Regions from separate parts of the Hordeum vulgare genome. Here region 1 is linked to region 2. A link is a contact called in public Hi-C data. All regions are on one chromosome and are shown on one strand. The core of a region is the stretch at or near the end of the contact, and the rest is flanking DNA. Distances in the headings are between cores, read along the strand shown.

What was found. Hi-C and Micro-C count contacts between places; a contact is called where the count stands out from the background.
Region 1: a contact with region 2 is called in a Hi-C map of leaf, with 7 times the contacts expected there. The contact joins the promoter of LOC123404960 here to the promoter of LOC123402047 in region 2. A contact is called at or near these places in 3 of 6 Hi-C or Micro-C datasets (leaf and seedling).

The regions. Positions count from the first base shown.
Region 1 is chr6H:23,291,313-23,298,522 of MorexV3_pseudomolecules_assembly, reverse strand. LOC123404960 (UTP:RNA uridylyltransferase 1-like) reads left to right here and starts at 1,634. Exons shown (of 6, transcript XM_045098855.1): 1 at 1,634-2,353; 2 at 2,486-2,848; 3 at 2,945-3,168; 4 at 3,284-3,347; 5 at 3,863-4,059; 6 at 4,181-4,864. The coding sequence starts at 1,634. The coding sequence ends at 4,394. LOC123401403 (protein DETOXIFICATION 46, chloroplastic-like) reads right to left here. Exons shown (of 14, transcript XM_045095189.1): 10 at 6,847-6,975; 11 at 6,219-6,296; 12 at 5,915-5,986; 13 at 5,437-5,499; 14 at 4,805-5,343. The coding sequence ends at 5,242.
Region 2 is chr6H:23,008,411-23,016,229 of MorexV3_pseudomolecules_assembly, reverse strand. LOC123402047 (eukaryotic translation initiation factor 3 subunit J-A-like) reads right to left here and starts at 4,954. Exons shown (of 6, transcript XM_045095906.1): 1 at 4,706-4,954; 2 at 3,568-3,686; 3 at 2,778-2,926; 4 at 2,540-2,690; 5 at 2,289-2,448; 6 at 1,732-2,165. The coding sequence starts at 4,718. The coding sequence ends at 2,065.

The DNA.
Region 1 (7,210 bases), core at 385-2,884, 290 kb before region 2:
AAATTTGAATGTATTTATTATTAATTTTTTGTTGTACTACCGTGATTAATGATAAATACTCCCTCCGTTCCTAAATATATGTCTTTTTAGCGATTTCACTAAGAGTCTATATACGGAGCAAAATGATTGAATCTATATTCTAAAGTATGTCTACATACATCCGTATATAGTCTACTAGTGAAATCTCTACAAAGACTTATATTTAGAAACGGAGGGAGTATATTGGAAGTTTTCTCGAGAAATAATAATATGGACATGGTTCTATTTCTATCTATAGAGAGGGGGTTGACCCGAAGCCCCTCACAAGTCACAACCCAACACACACACACGCACAGTCACGCTGCATCCAAGAGGCGAGGCGCTCCCTCCCGGAGTAAATTGATAATATGACACACGTTTTCTTGGACTTTGATCCTATGACACATTTTTCTTTTTATTTGATTAGATGACACATCTTTGATTGATAGCTAGATTAAATGACACAAATGAAGTTTTTCTCTAATTTCCTAGGTTTGGGCCTTCATGTCATATTTTGTAGGACGTTTTTGCTCCTGATCATTATTTCAGTTGCATGGTTTGATCGCTGAAGAGAAAAACAGTGTAGCATACCATGTTATGATTTCTTGTGCGTGTAGTGATCTTCATGAAATTGATGCCACGTGTTGATGAAGTTGATGCTTTGGACTGAATTATTGTCCTGTGTCTTTTTGCGATATTTTTCGTGTGTAGTGAAACAAAGACTCACTTTATGCTTTTGAATGCAACTTCTGAGAATGACTCACGTTATACTTTAAATCAAAATTCATACCTATGAATTATGGATTTCAAGTCTATGGGTACATATATATGCACCTTATTCTGTTGATTTTGTGGACTCACATATATATTATTGTGAACTGTGAAAATGGTACAAAAATAAAGAGAGATCATGTCAAAAATTGGTGAAAAGTATGTCAATTTTTTAAACAAAACTGTACGTTTTAAACAAAACTGTACGTAAGTTCATGCAAAACTATCAAGTGATGGCTACAGTTATAGTATTTTGTTGCTGGCCATATGCTGCTTCAAACAACAACAGCGGGAAGCTACATCCAACAACAATCATCATCTATATCCAATAGTAATAAGCTATTAACAAAGACCTACAGTCTATAGAGCTCCTCATACGCATGGCACACTCTGGCGACGACACGGCCGCACCAGTGACGGAAAGGAGATAGCAAGAGGTGGCGACGCGTCGGGAAGGAGGCATGCAGCAGGATCACCTGGTTCATACGAACAGCTCCGACGGCGACGCGTTCTGTGCTTCTCGTTCTACCGGGAACCAACGATCAAACTATGTGAAATGAGGATCAGGGGCAAAAACGTCCTACAAATTATGACGTGAAGGCCTAAACTTGGAAAATTAGAGAAAAACTTCATTTGTGTCATTTAATCTAGCTATCAATTAAAGATGTGTCATCTAATCAAACAAAAAGAAAGATGTGTCATAGGATCAAAGTCCGAGAAAACGTGTGTCATATTATCAATTTATACTCCTCCCGCACTCACACACTCCACGACCGACCTCACGCCTTCCTCGCTCTCTCTCTCTCTGGAATCGCGAACCACCACTCCAGCCTCGCCGCGCGCCATGGCCGGCGGCGACGCCAAGCCCCTCGCCGACAGCGCCTTCCTCCGCTTCCTCCTCCCGGCCCCCAAGCCCAAGCCCAAGCCCGAGCCCGGCCCTCCCGCCCGCCTCGCCCCGCCGCACTGCCTCGTCGCGCCGCCCCAGCCGGGCCCGCTCCCCCCCGACGAGCGCCTCTTCATCGTGGCCCCCACGCGCCCCGCCTGGCTCCCTCCGCGGCCGCAGCCGCAGCCGCCGCCCCATTTCCCAACCCCTCCGACGCGGCGCGTTCACCCGGCCGCCGGCGCCCCGCGCAATGCGGGCCGCTTCCCCGCCGGCCGGGGCGGCCAGGCGAGGCGGAGGGTCGGGGATTTCGCGGGCAGCAGGGCCCGCGCGGGCCCCGATAGGCGGAGGGCGGGCGGGGGCCTCCCCGTGAAGGCGAACGGGGGCGAGGCCCGCGTCGGGGACAGGCGGGCGGCGGCGCGGAGGGAGAAGAGGGTGTGGGTTGCCGTGGAGAGGAAGGGCGGGGGTGGCGGCAGCGACGCCGACGACCAGGCGGCCGTGGGCGGGGGGTACGCGGGCGGGGACGAGGCCGGGGGGAGCATCGAAGGGGAAGAGCAGCTGGAACCTGACGACGGCGAACAAGACGGCGATGCCCGGCGTCTCGGGGAGGAATTGGAGGATTCTCTCCTCATCGCCGGTGACCAAGAGTGCCATGACAGTGACGGCGACCAGCATTCAAGCGAGGTAGTGGAAACCCCCCCAAAACCACCCCCCTCTTCAAATGATCTGTGGAACTGGATTGCACACTGCAATCACATCTGATTTGCCCCCAAAAACAATTCCAGCTTAACTTGATCATGTTTCTTGGCTATGCAGAACGCCATGTCGCAGTCGAACCAGTCACGGCGCCTGCAAATCAGAACACGCACAGGATGGATGGAATGCCGCCATGACATCGGCACCTTTGCCTCGGGCCTGCTCTCCGTCTATGAATCCCTCAAGCCATCAGAGGAGCACATGTCCAAGCAGAGCCAGCTCATAGACTCCATAACAAAGTCAGTGAGCAAAGAATGGCCCAACGCCCAGCTGCATCTCTATGGATCATGCGCCAATTCCTTTGGGACTTCCCACAGCGATGTCGATGTCTGCCTCGAAATCGATATCGGCACGGGGAGCGAGGTGGAGCTTCTTCTGCGGCTGGCGGAGATCCTGCGCGGTGATAATTTTGACAGTGTGGAGGTAAGTAAGCCTTCACTATATGTAGCTTTGCAAAAATCTGTTGTAAAAAATCATTGTTTATTGAGGTTGTTGGTTTGATCTTTATCATCCTTGCAGGCGATTACCAGTGCTAGAGTGCCCATTGTGAGGATGTTGGATGCAGGGAGTGGCTTCTCTTGTGACATTTGCATCAACAATCTATTTGCTGTCGCCAACACAAAGCTTCTCAAGGATTATGCCCAGATAGATGGTAGATTGCTTCAGCTGGCCTCCATTGTCAAGCACTGGGCCAAACTGAGGGGTGTCAATGAGACATACCGCGGAACCCTCTCCAGCTATGCGTAAGTTAAATGATTATGATGGATTCATGTTTATATTAGTTTGTTTTTTAGATCATCATGTTTATATGATTTTCCTCAAAAAATGGGGCCTCACTTGTTAATATGAAAATTGCAGGTATGTGCTCATGTGCATCAGTTTCTTGCAGCTGAGAGAGCCCAAGATTCTTCCCTGTTTGCAGGTATGTACCTTACTTCTGTTGCATCAACTTCTTCATGTATCATCTTCTTTGTGCCAATGCAGAAACCACTGAACTTCCAAGTGCACTTTGTAAAATTTATCCAATTTTATAAATCCACTATTTTTCCTATTTATTTATTTTCGGTTTAATATAATATTCTTTTTCTTTTATTTTATGGTAGAATTATGTCCTCTAGTCGTCATGGGTTTGCTCCATTTGACACTGTACATGAATATGATATGGATGATTGTATTTGGATGGCTCATCACCATCATTCAATTATGGTTTGTTGATTTTCTTTTCTTCTTTCTCTTTTTATTTTCAGTTTTTCTCAGATGTAGTAGGTTATTTTGTCATATATTTCATCATTTTTGGTTTGCTGTATTTATAGTTACCAGGTAAGTCGGAAGGGAACATGAAAGTTCTTGTCCATGCTTTCAGCTTCATGATATGCATCGGTCTGGTCCATTTCATCCTGATGCAACTAATGCTACCTCATTTCCCCACATTTTCAGGCAATGGAGCCCACATATACCATGGTTGTTGATGACACTGAGTGCGCTTATTTCGATGAGGTTGATCAGCTTCGCGATTTTGGGGCTGAAAACAAGGAGACCATCGCGGAGTTACTCTGGGCATTTTTCCACTACTGGGCATTCCAGCACGATTACAGGAAAGATGTCATCTCCATCTGCATGGGGAAGATAATCAGGTAGGTAATTAAGGACCAGCATTCTTCTTCCAAACCAAGAATTCCATGTCGATTTAATTAATCTAGGTTATAAGTTTTTTTCTAAAATTCTCACCTGGTGTGATGGCGCAACGACATGTAGCAAGAAGGAGAAGAACTGGACGACTCGCATCGGAAACGACCGCCATCTGATCTGCATCGAGGACCCTTTCGAGACCGGCCATGACTTGGGACGCGTAGTCGACAGACAGACAATCAGGATCGTCAGGGAGGAGTTTGAGCGGGCTGCTGCCGTACTGCAGCATGACGACGACCCCTGCGCAACCCTTTTCGAGCCCTACAATTACGAAAACTGAACATCAAAAACACCTGAAAATTCAGATAACATTTCTGCCAGGAAGGCGAAGGTTGTGATGATGAACTATTTGAACATTCTGGTAAACAGAAGAAATGAATGAACTGGGTTTGCATTAAAGAAAAGATGAAACCGGGTCAGGTGCATTCACCTGCCAGAAGATGTGCCGTGATTCGTTGCAGAGAAAACTGATTTGGTAGGACTATGCTCTGCTGGAAGATGAGCTGTGCCAGCTGCAGGCTGCAAAGAAGTTCACTGTGACCAGTACACTCTCATGTTCCATGCTCTGGTCACCTGAAAAGAGCAATCTCAAACCCTTCTTTATGGCATGCAACTGCATGGATTCACAGTATGAAAACTCGAGGATCTCACTTTCCAGGATATTTTCAACATTCGTATTTGCTCATGTTGTAACAAAAAACATGGACATTTTTGACCATTTTGTAATTCTTAAACCAACAAAATTCTTTACATGCTTGCGTAACTGCACTTTTACAGTCACCTTTTCTGCAGCAGTAAAGCGCGGGATGAAGGTCCCTAGGATAGAAAGACACAATTACGAAAACTAAACATCAAAAACACCTGAAAATTTGGCAACCCTTTTCGAGCCCTACAATTACGAAAACTAAACATCAAAAACACCTGAAATTTTGGCTAGGAGACTGATTTCCACCCTAGAGCCAAATGGACTTTCCTAGCCCTAAAGACAATGAGCAGGTCTTGAACTTTGCTTCCAATGTTAACATGTGCAGCTCCTGCTCTAATCATAACTCCTTTCAGAATGATGGTTACAGGATTGCAAAACATGCATGTATTTGTCGTCCTCTTTCAACCAGTAATACATCCTCCTATGTGGCCTTCATTTTGACTTGCTCAGGCTGGTTGAAATTTTCGTTATACAACATGCCTGTTGGAGAAACAAGCCGTTGTAGAGCGCTTCCAAACCGACTCTGGAATTGGGAAAATTGTTCAAAGAGACCAGATTAGGGCTATCGTAAGACGTCGCATTCTAAATATAACACATTTTACAGAAATGAACATACCCACTGGAAGAAGACGAGTACCCACCAGCATAGTGTCAAGCTACTAAATTTTTCACGGACAAGCTTTAGATACGAAACAAGAAAAAATAAACCATCATTGTCAGAAGAGTATCCCATCGCAAAAAGTATGTATTACTGTAAAACTTATATACTACAAAAAACAACTGAAAACAAAAGAACCTATTCAAGATGGCATCTGAGTTTTTGTTCTTTTACTTGCTGGGTAGCGATCTAACAGCTTTATCAACCAACAACATTCACGAGCATACAGAGGTAGATAGATAGTTATCAGTACATAGCAAATTTTGGTCCTATTTTTCCATGGTTCAGACCTGAGATTCAAAATATTCAGATCCTTCTTTTCTTTCTCGAGTTGGCATATCCTTTATCAATGTTATCTTTATTTAAATTAGAAAAATAAAAAAGTGATAGCCCAATGAGGTCTCGCAGAAGAAGGAAATAAGGGAACAGACATTACCAGTAGAAGAAAGGTTCCAACGCAGAAGCATGCACCCATTGATTGACTCAAATACGTGAGATCCCTTCCAGCCTGAGGACAAAAAGAGAACCATCAGATATTGGAAAAAAAAGAAAAAAAAACATCAGAAATTTCAGGAAATCCTCCAGCCAATGCTAGGTTCTCAACATTGATCTTATAAACTTAGCAGAATAGGCCCTTTAATCTGTTATAATTGTCACTGTAGTATCATAGCAAGTCAAGATGGTTACCGCATTAAATGATGGTTACAGGATCAGCCAAATGAAGTATACTACCAACTTACCAGTAATGCTCCTTCGAGGCTATGTACTGAAGGTGTCACGAACAATGCAGTGAAATATGGAATCAGCACTTTGTGCATCTGTTAAAAATAGTGCAGCGGAATTATTAGTTTCTCACACAAAATTATGGTAGTCATGGAAATAAAGCATGCAACTTTCTGCCAAGAAACCAAGTTAATTCTCCAAAGAGTTAACAGACTGATATTATGAAGACAGCCTTTTAAAATCAAAATCAGAATTAGCAATAAATTAGTAAGCAGATTCGTATATGCCATGGACCAGAGTTAGATGTCCCTGGATCCGGGTGCAAGCATGCCATGATGGAAGCCATAGTGCAGTGGCGAGGAGGAAAAAAGGGCTAGATTGATATACTTTTTATTGCTTCCTCAATCCATAAGAGGTCCAACGGGATCCCTTGGATAGGAGCGCTGAGTATTCAACAATGCACGATAAAAAAATGTCGATTCAAGAGATACGATACTATATATGGTGAAAGATAGCTTTTACAACAAGTTATAGACACTTGGAAACAACATGTACATAGACAACTGGCATACTGATTGTTTCTGAGGAGCAATCCGTATCTGAAGTACTTCCACAACATGCAAATATTAAAGCAGTACTTCATACCTGTTGTACAACCATTTGATCATTGGTAAACATACTAGGAAAAAGCCATGGAACAATCGTTCCAGCCGTTCCTACAGTCAGTCCAGCTATAGCTCCAATAATTACGAGTGACTTGAGCAGCATCCTTGCCTAGATTAAAGGTACCTTCAGTATCATTCAGAGTAATGAACATAATATTCATACAGATTGATGTAGAAATAACTACGGTAAAATGCAGCCACTAATTAAGTCAATCAAAGCACCATCAGTGCAGCACATGTTGATTCAAGTATGCGTAGTGGTGCTGGTTCACCAGCAGCTTTTGCTCTGTTACAGGGAAGAGAAGGTAGGTGTGTACCAATTAAACATAGAAACCTGTTACGCA
Region 2 (7,819 bases), core at 3,705-6,204:
TGAATTCATTTGCACACTACTCACAAATACACGTGGACTCACCTAGAGCCAGTTCTCACTTGCACACGTCTATGAAGCCTTTGTCTAAGAAGAAGACAATGGATAGTAGAGATAAAGCACCTAAGAAGGGTGGGGGACAAAGACGTCAGAACACTGCAAAAGATCTTCCACCTACACTGTATGACAGATAAAAGTCTGATCTTGAAGAGAGCTACACTCGGCGCAAGAACCGAATCAAATGGATCCGAAGATATTGGACGTAGGAATGATTTTACTATCACTTTCTCACTTCTGAATATGCTGAGAAGAACGCGGAATGGGTTTCCTGTACTAACATTGTGTACAAGAATCTGTACCCGAAGATAAAGGCTGAAGGCATCAAGATTGGCTTCTACCCATGCATGGACAGTCCACCCATGCCATAACATCCAGATCCATCTAGCATCTTGGGGTGTCATGTCACTACTGAAGCCTCTGATGAGGATGTAGAACTGCCTTCAGCTCCTACTCCGAAGCCACCAAAGAAGACGAAGGCTTCAAAGCCTAAGAATTCAAAGGCTTCAAAGACGATCACGACACCACCACAGGCTTCGCGATCAAGGCCAGATGAACCAGCTGAGACTGAGGATGAATCACGTACTACAAGAAGGTTGAAGAGAAAACTGGTTGCTGCTCGTGGCACGGAACCTTCCGTCATCTTGATGGATGGTGATAACATGATTGAGCTTTAAGCTGATGAGTTTGATGGTGAGGCTCTTGCGAAGCTCATCTAGCAAAAGGAGGAAGAGGACAAACATCTTGAAGACTTGCCTCTGTTTGATGCAGATATTCTCAACCATTTCATCGATGAATGGTTTGCTGATCCCTCACTCTACATTGACACCCTTCAGCTTCCCATTCGGCTCAGTGTCACCTTCCAAGGACTGGTGAATGAAGAATTGACCGTTACTTAGAAGGCAGATCAAATGTGCAAAAAGATTCGTCATGAGAAGGCACTCTTCAAGAAGAACGTGCACAAGCTAAATGTCGAGCAAATCCCAGGCTATCAGAAGATAATGACAGATTTAAAAACTAAGTTTGAAAGACGTCGTGATGCCGTCAGGGGCGCCCTAGCACGTGTAAAAAAGAAGTCTGAAAAGATGGTCCAAGATCATAATGAGATGCTGAAGAGAAAAGCACTTGATCAGCCTGCTCTTGACCCAAGAATAATTGAGAAGTCAAGACAAGCTTCTATGTCTTCGAGACAGTCTACACCCACAAGGCAAGAAACGCCAAGCATTATCTTCAAAACTGGCTTCGCTGGCTCAAGAACGCCTCCTCCTTTCTTTGTTATATCTAGCAAGAAGACCAAAACAGGCTGAGGATGAAGCCAGAAAGCACAAATCTGCCCTTTTTGACGCAAGTGTACATGATCCAACAGTCATGGTGGTTCTACGGATCAGATCCAACGACCCTAGGGCAACCTAGTACTGGCCATTGAAAATACAAATGTCTACACAGGAAAACTGCCTCCCGACCGAAAATGGCAGCCTGCACTGTTAGGAAAAAATACCCCGTGACAGGAAACAATGACCTATTTTTCTACAAAAAACGAGCCTGCCTACGTGCAACTTGTTCTCGGCACTATGCAATATACGACTTGGGATACTCACAGATTCAGAGCCATGCCAGACAAAAATGCTGGAATAACCAGATATCCTCTTTGGAAGCACACTCACAAGAACTAGGGAATTTTAACTGAAGCAACCACCAAAATTTACTTGCATGACTCCAATATAACCAGAAACACGTTATAGTACAGTTGGCCAAAAAGGAACAGACCCCAACCCACAGAACAAGAAGTAAAAAACACAAACAGGTCTTGAACAAGAAAAACGCCTCACAGAGCCGCAGGCGTTCTTCTTATTCTCCGAGCGTCAAAATCAACCTCAAATAGATAAGACATGTTCCCACGCAGTTCCAAGTGTTCAGGTGCTTCTCGAGGGAATACAGACCGCCGCAAACCCTAATCTCTGCTTTGCCTCAAAGGTATTACACGGAAGAGGCTATTCCCCTCCCAGCCAATCACATGAAGTCGAACTCATCGGGGTCGTCAAAAGACGCACCCGGTCGGGCCACAAAGTCCTCCTCTCCTTTCTCTATATGGAGCTGCTTCTTTTTTGCTCCTGCAGATTTACGGCAAACATCAGCATATAAGGCATATGATAGTAACAGCATACCCATCCTAGCGCTGCATATTATGTCTGGCTAGAAATAGAAAGTGCCTAGATTAGGTCCAAGAATCCCACCTCCTTTCTTTTTGCCTGCTGCAGCTTCTTTCTCAGCCTTGATCTTTTCATTAGCAATTGCCGTGACGGAGGAGGATATTTCTTTCGCATCTGCACCTTTCAACGATGTCATGGAAAGTCTCATGACATTCTTAAGTAGACCCATGTAGTGAAAGCTTTTCTGTATACACAGCCAACGAAGGTCAGTTCCTGAAGGAAAGGGAGACTCAATATATAAACCAAACAGAGAGCTCTGCAAACGTTGAACAGACCTCATAGGGACGTATTTTGTTTGCGATAAGCTCAGCATATTCCGCAAAGTCGCTCTCGGACTTCGGGATGAAAGTCTCTAGTGACTTTTCACTGCCGTCCTTCTTTGCAAAAAGCTCTGCGGTTGCCTTAAAGTCAGCTTCTTCCACTAGCCTGTAACAAGTAAAGCATCAGAGTGAACAAACTGAATGGTAGGCACATCATACCAGAAGGCCACGGTAGGAAAAGATATAGCAATACCTTTGTTGGCGAAGCTTCTCTGAAATAGGATCATCAAGAACATCATCTTCCACTACTTCAGTACTTGTTGAGGGCTGTTTGCCTTTTTTTACAGCAGCTTTAGCACTAGGTTTTGGAGCAGGCTTTTCTACAGGCGGTGGCTTAGGTTTCTGCATTGTAAGTATTGTTAAAGCACCAGTGTTGAATCAGTGACAATTCAATATTATTAGCACATATCCAAATAAAAGCTTCAAACTGACAGCATAGCATAAACATGAAGTTTTGGTAATTAATTTGCACATCAGAACCAGTCATACACAAACCATTGAACAATTCACCAAACATATACTTGTTGAGGCGAAATTAATAGACAACGCAGAACGTAATGTAAGAAGCACACAGCAGTTTGATTTGTTAGGAATTCCTGTACACGTTGAAGTGACATAAATTGAAATTCATGGCGACAATGAACACCAAGGATTACTTGGCAAATTACCAGCAACAGTACAAAAATTATGGGGTGATTACTTGGCAAATTACCAGCAATAGTACAAAAATCATGGGGGTGGAATTTATATTTGACAAGTGGGCAAATGCCAAACATGTCCCTGATAACCCTCAGGTTTAATGTTATTTTCTAGTTTGCACATATTTGCAGTGTTAATAATGCCCAGAAATAAATGACAAAATCTGAAAATAACCAGGTGATTTCCCATTTTACTTTGTAAAATGAAGAGCTGCGAAAAATGTGGGACCAGGAGGAAAAGGGAGTGTTATGTTCACTAAAAAGTGTGCCAAATCTTTCCAGTACCTCCTCCTCCTCTTCCCAAGATTCTTTGACATCATCTTCATCCGCATCTTCATCTTCCCAGTTACTTTTAAGAGGTTGAGCTTTCACAACAGGTGCGATTGGTTGAAAATCATCAGCATCTGTAATATCATTTGAATTATTTCCAAGATGGGGAAAGAAATATCAAGTGTCAGAACAAACAAGCATCATAAATTCAATAAAAGAAAGAAATATTAAGTGTCAGAACAAACAAGCATCGTAAATTCAATAAAAAGACTGACAATTTCAAAGCTTCCTACAACCTGCTCTGATAATGAACTATCAGTTGTCTTTAATGAAATGTGGCAAGCACCATCATATTTCACTCAACCTCCCGAAATAAATTGCACAGGCAGGTTGAATTCCTAGGTCACAGACTCGCAACACCGCATTGACCATCAAAATACTGTGCGTGCAATGATTTGGCTAATTAAGTCCAAACAACAGGGAACCCATCTTGCAGCACAACTAGGAAGGGCACAGGCCATGCGATAATTCAACCTATCAACGTCTGCTCCAAGCAAGCATAGTTGGGCATGCAAAATCCAACTGTCTAGTTAGTTTCTACGACAAGAGTGAGAACCCGTGCTAAATGCACTACGGGTCTTGTAATTTATTCAACAGATAAAAGCAGCACAAAACGGTTGATGAGAGCACGAAACCATTACATTGTAGTACCGAAACAGAAGCATGCAAAGGGCAAACAGATTACGGGCGGTGCCGGGGCTCAAAAAACAAGAAACGCGATGTGCCTGGGACCGGTGGATGTACTCCGCAGAGCTAAGAAACAGGCGAACCGCCGTACAGGTACCAAAAGCCCAAATTCCTGACGGCTGCGCCCGGAACCCTAAACGCGGTTGGACTTCGGCAGCGGCGTGGACCGATCTCGCGCGCAACCGCAGCGCCCGAAATTCATCGCGCGCAAACGGGCCATTAGAGGCCCGCCAACCGCCCGACGGGACCGGTCGTGCCGGCGAAACGGCCGGCGCCTGGGACTCGGCGGCGACCCAAGGGAGGCTCGTCGGTCGGAAAACCGAACCGCCCGCCCGCATCGGGGGCGAATCGGGCGTCGGCTCCCACGCAGATCGGGAGGGAGGGAGGGAGAGAGGGATGCGCTCACCCCAGTCCTCCATGGTGGCCGGACGTCCTCGAGATCTGGAGCGGGTGGCGGCCGCGACGGAGCGGCTGGCGCGCGGGGCGATGGTCGAGGGGGAGGGCTCTAGGGTTTCCGCGGCGGGCGGCGGCGGCGGCGGCTGGCGGGGGAGGGGAGGGTTCTGGAGGGGAGAGGATTGACGGGTCGGGCTCTCTGCCTAGCTGGCTGTGTGTGTGCTTGCCTGTTTGGGTCGCCTTCTCGGCCTGGCTGGCTCGTGTCGTGCTGCGTTGGGTTTGGGTTTGGGGGTGGGGGAGGAGGAGGGGTGGCGGCTTTCGCACCGGCCGATGCGTAGATACGAGACGCGCGCGCGAGGAGACGGAACGGATGCCGTCACCAGTTGCGTCCAGGGCATACCTGGGCAAACGGGCCGGCCCGGCACGGCCCGGCCCGGCTGGGCCCGATTAATACACGGGCCGTGCCGTGCCGGCCCGCGTGCTGGCCTCCCAGGCCCAAGCACGGCACGTGGTCTAATCGGGCCGGCCCGCGGCACGCTAGGCCCACGGCACGCTGGCTATTTTGATATAAAAAATAAAAAGGCAAAAAAAAAAAAAATCAGCCCCCTCTCCCTTTCCCGCGCTCCCACCGCCCTTTCCCGCCCTCCCCTCCCCTTTTCGCGCGCCCCTCCCGCCCAGTCGACCGCGCCGCCGCTCCTTTTTCCATTTTTCTTGCGCCCCTCCCGCGAGTCCCGCCCAGCCCCTCCCGCTCGAACGACTCCAGATCTATCGGCCGCCTCGTGCGCCCCTAATCGTGTCGGGCCGGGCCGGCACGCGGGCTGGGGGTCGCGGCCCAGGCACGGCCCATGGCGTGCTTGTGCCTGGCCCGGGCACGATTAGTCCGTGTCGGGCCCGGCCTGTGTCGTGCCTGGCCTGCATGCCGTCGGGCCGGCACGGCCCGTTTGGCCAGGTATAGTCCAGGGGTCCGGTTAGCGGTTACTATTCCATGAGCTTTGATCAGAAAATTCGTAGGGTTCTAGTCAAATCTTGGGAGTATTCGTAGGTTTTTCTTTGAATAACCGCTTTTGCGGTCATGACTCATACCGATTAGTATTACAAGGTGGTGTTTGTATTATTTTTTGATTTATTTCAAGATTTTTGACGATGTGCATTTACTGAAAAAGAAGACGTTCTCGTCGGCGACGAGGCGCCTGCAGTGATTCCGTAAAACTCAGGATGATATGCCGGCTCAGTCTCTCAGTGATGCTTGTAAGATAGAGTGTGTGTATGTGTTCATACAGATGAGTGTATACGCATTTATACGAGCGATTGCGTTTATACTATGTTTAAAAAAAATACAGATACTTTCATGTGGAAAGACTGTCCCTTCGATGATTGCTTTTTGATGTGTTTTAGGCGACGACATATTCATGTATATACTAAGTGGGTTCCATCGCATTTTGGCGTGTATACTAAGTGGGCTTCATGTGGAAAACACTGTCCCTTCGGTGATTGCTTTGAAAGAACTCTTCTTCTATCATCACTTTTATGGTTATTAGCAAAAGAGCCCGTGCCTCGTAATGGAAGAGAAAATAACACATACTTTTAATGCAATAACCATGACTTAAAATCTATATGTTCACGTTCATTATTTCACATGGTATCACATTTCTATTGTTGGTGGTGACTTTCACTATTAGGAATGGGCTTATAGATGAACACTTATAAGTGACTGGCATGGTGGGACACCCGCCACTGCAATTATTCAAGAACAGTTGTGATGTGTGCCAGTGGCCACCCGCCACAGCTAAGGTCATTCCAGTGGCGGGCAATAGTTCGCGTCCGTCATGGGGTAGGCTCTTCCAAAATAACCCATTGGCTCGACAGTGTAGTGGCGGGCAACAAGATGGTGCCGCCACTGATTCTCTCTTACATGTGGTTGTCATCGTCCGCCATAACCATAGATTGGCAAACTGCGTCATACACATCCAAATTTTCTTTATATTTATGGTGGCGGGCTCGCTTGTTCGCTCGCCACAGCTGTTCTCCCGCGTCAATTTTTGGGTCCTCTCCCCGTGCGCTCACCGCTCACTCACTCAATTCCTCTCCCACCTCACTCACCCAGTCAGTTCCTTCCCCCATCATTGTGCGCCTTGCCCGCCGCCGCCATCGTGCCTCTGACACTCACCGTCGCTGGATCTGCACGTGGGTGACCACGCGGCCGTCCTCCCCATGCGGCGGCCCTTCCCCGTCCCGGCTGTCCACTGTCGCCGCAAGGCCTCACTACCTCACGCCGTCGTCGACCCCCTCTGCCGTTCTAAGTCCCCTTCGTCGTAGGTAACCTCGGTCCTCTACCTCCCTTCTTTATTTTAGTTTCTAGGGTTCGTGTGGTAGATAGTTTATAGGTAGGATGATAATGGTAGCGAAGGTGACCACTTTCTAGGGTTCATATGGTTAGATGGATGGATGGATGGATGGGTGCATTTAGATGGATATTACTACTTCATTGTGATAATATTGCTATCAAAAAAATTGCGGCAGCATAGGTCATTTTCTTAGTTCATTACTCGATATATATAATGTCAAACGATGATGGTTCGGGTTTTCTTTCAGTTTGTTGGGGCTACTTGTCACGCTCAAGATGCGACTCTATCCTCAATTTGGCACGAGGGCCTCGTCAGGGATATAAGCGCATCTCGTCGTGTCGCAAGAATGGATATCGTTACAAGTACAAGTACTGGAAAGAAGAGATATATATATATAGAATTGACTTACACTCGCCACAAGCTACATCAGAGTCACAGCAGTACAATACATAATCATCATGAAGAAGAGCAGGGTCCGACTACGGACGAAAACAAACGAGAAACGAAGAGCGACGTCCATCCTTGCTATCCCAGGCTGCCGGCCTGGAACCCATCCTAGATCGATGAAGAAGAAGAAGAAGAAGCAACTCCAAATGAACAATCAACGCGCTCGCGTCAAGTAACTTTTACTTGTACCTGCAACTGGTGTTGTAGTAATCTGTGAGCCACAGGGGACTCAGCAATCTCATTTCTAAAGATATCAAGACTAGCAAAGCTTAATGGGTGAGGCATGGTTAAGTGGTGAGGTTGCATCAGCGGCTAAGCATATATTTGGTGGCTAA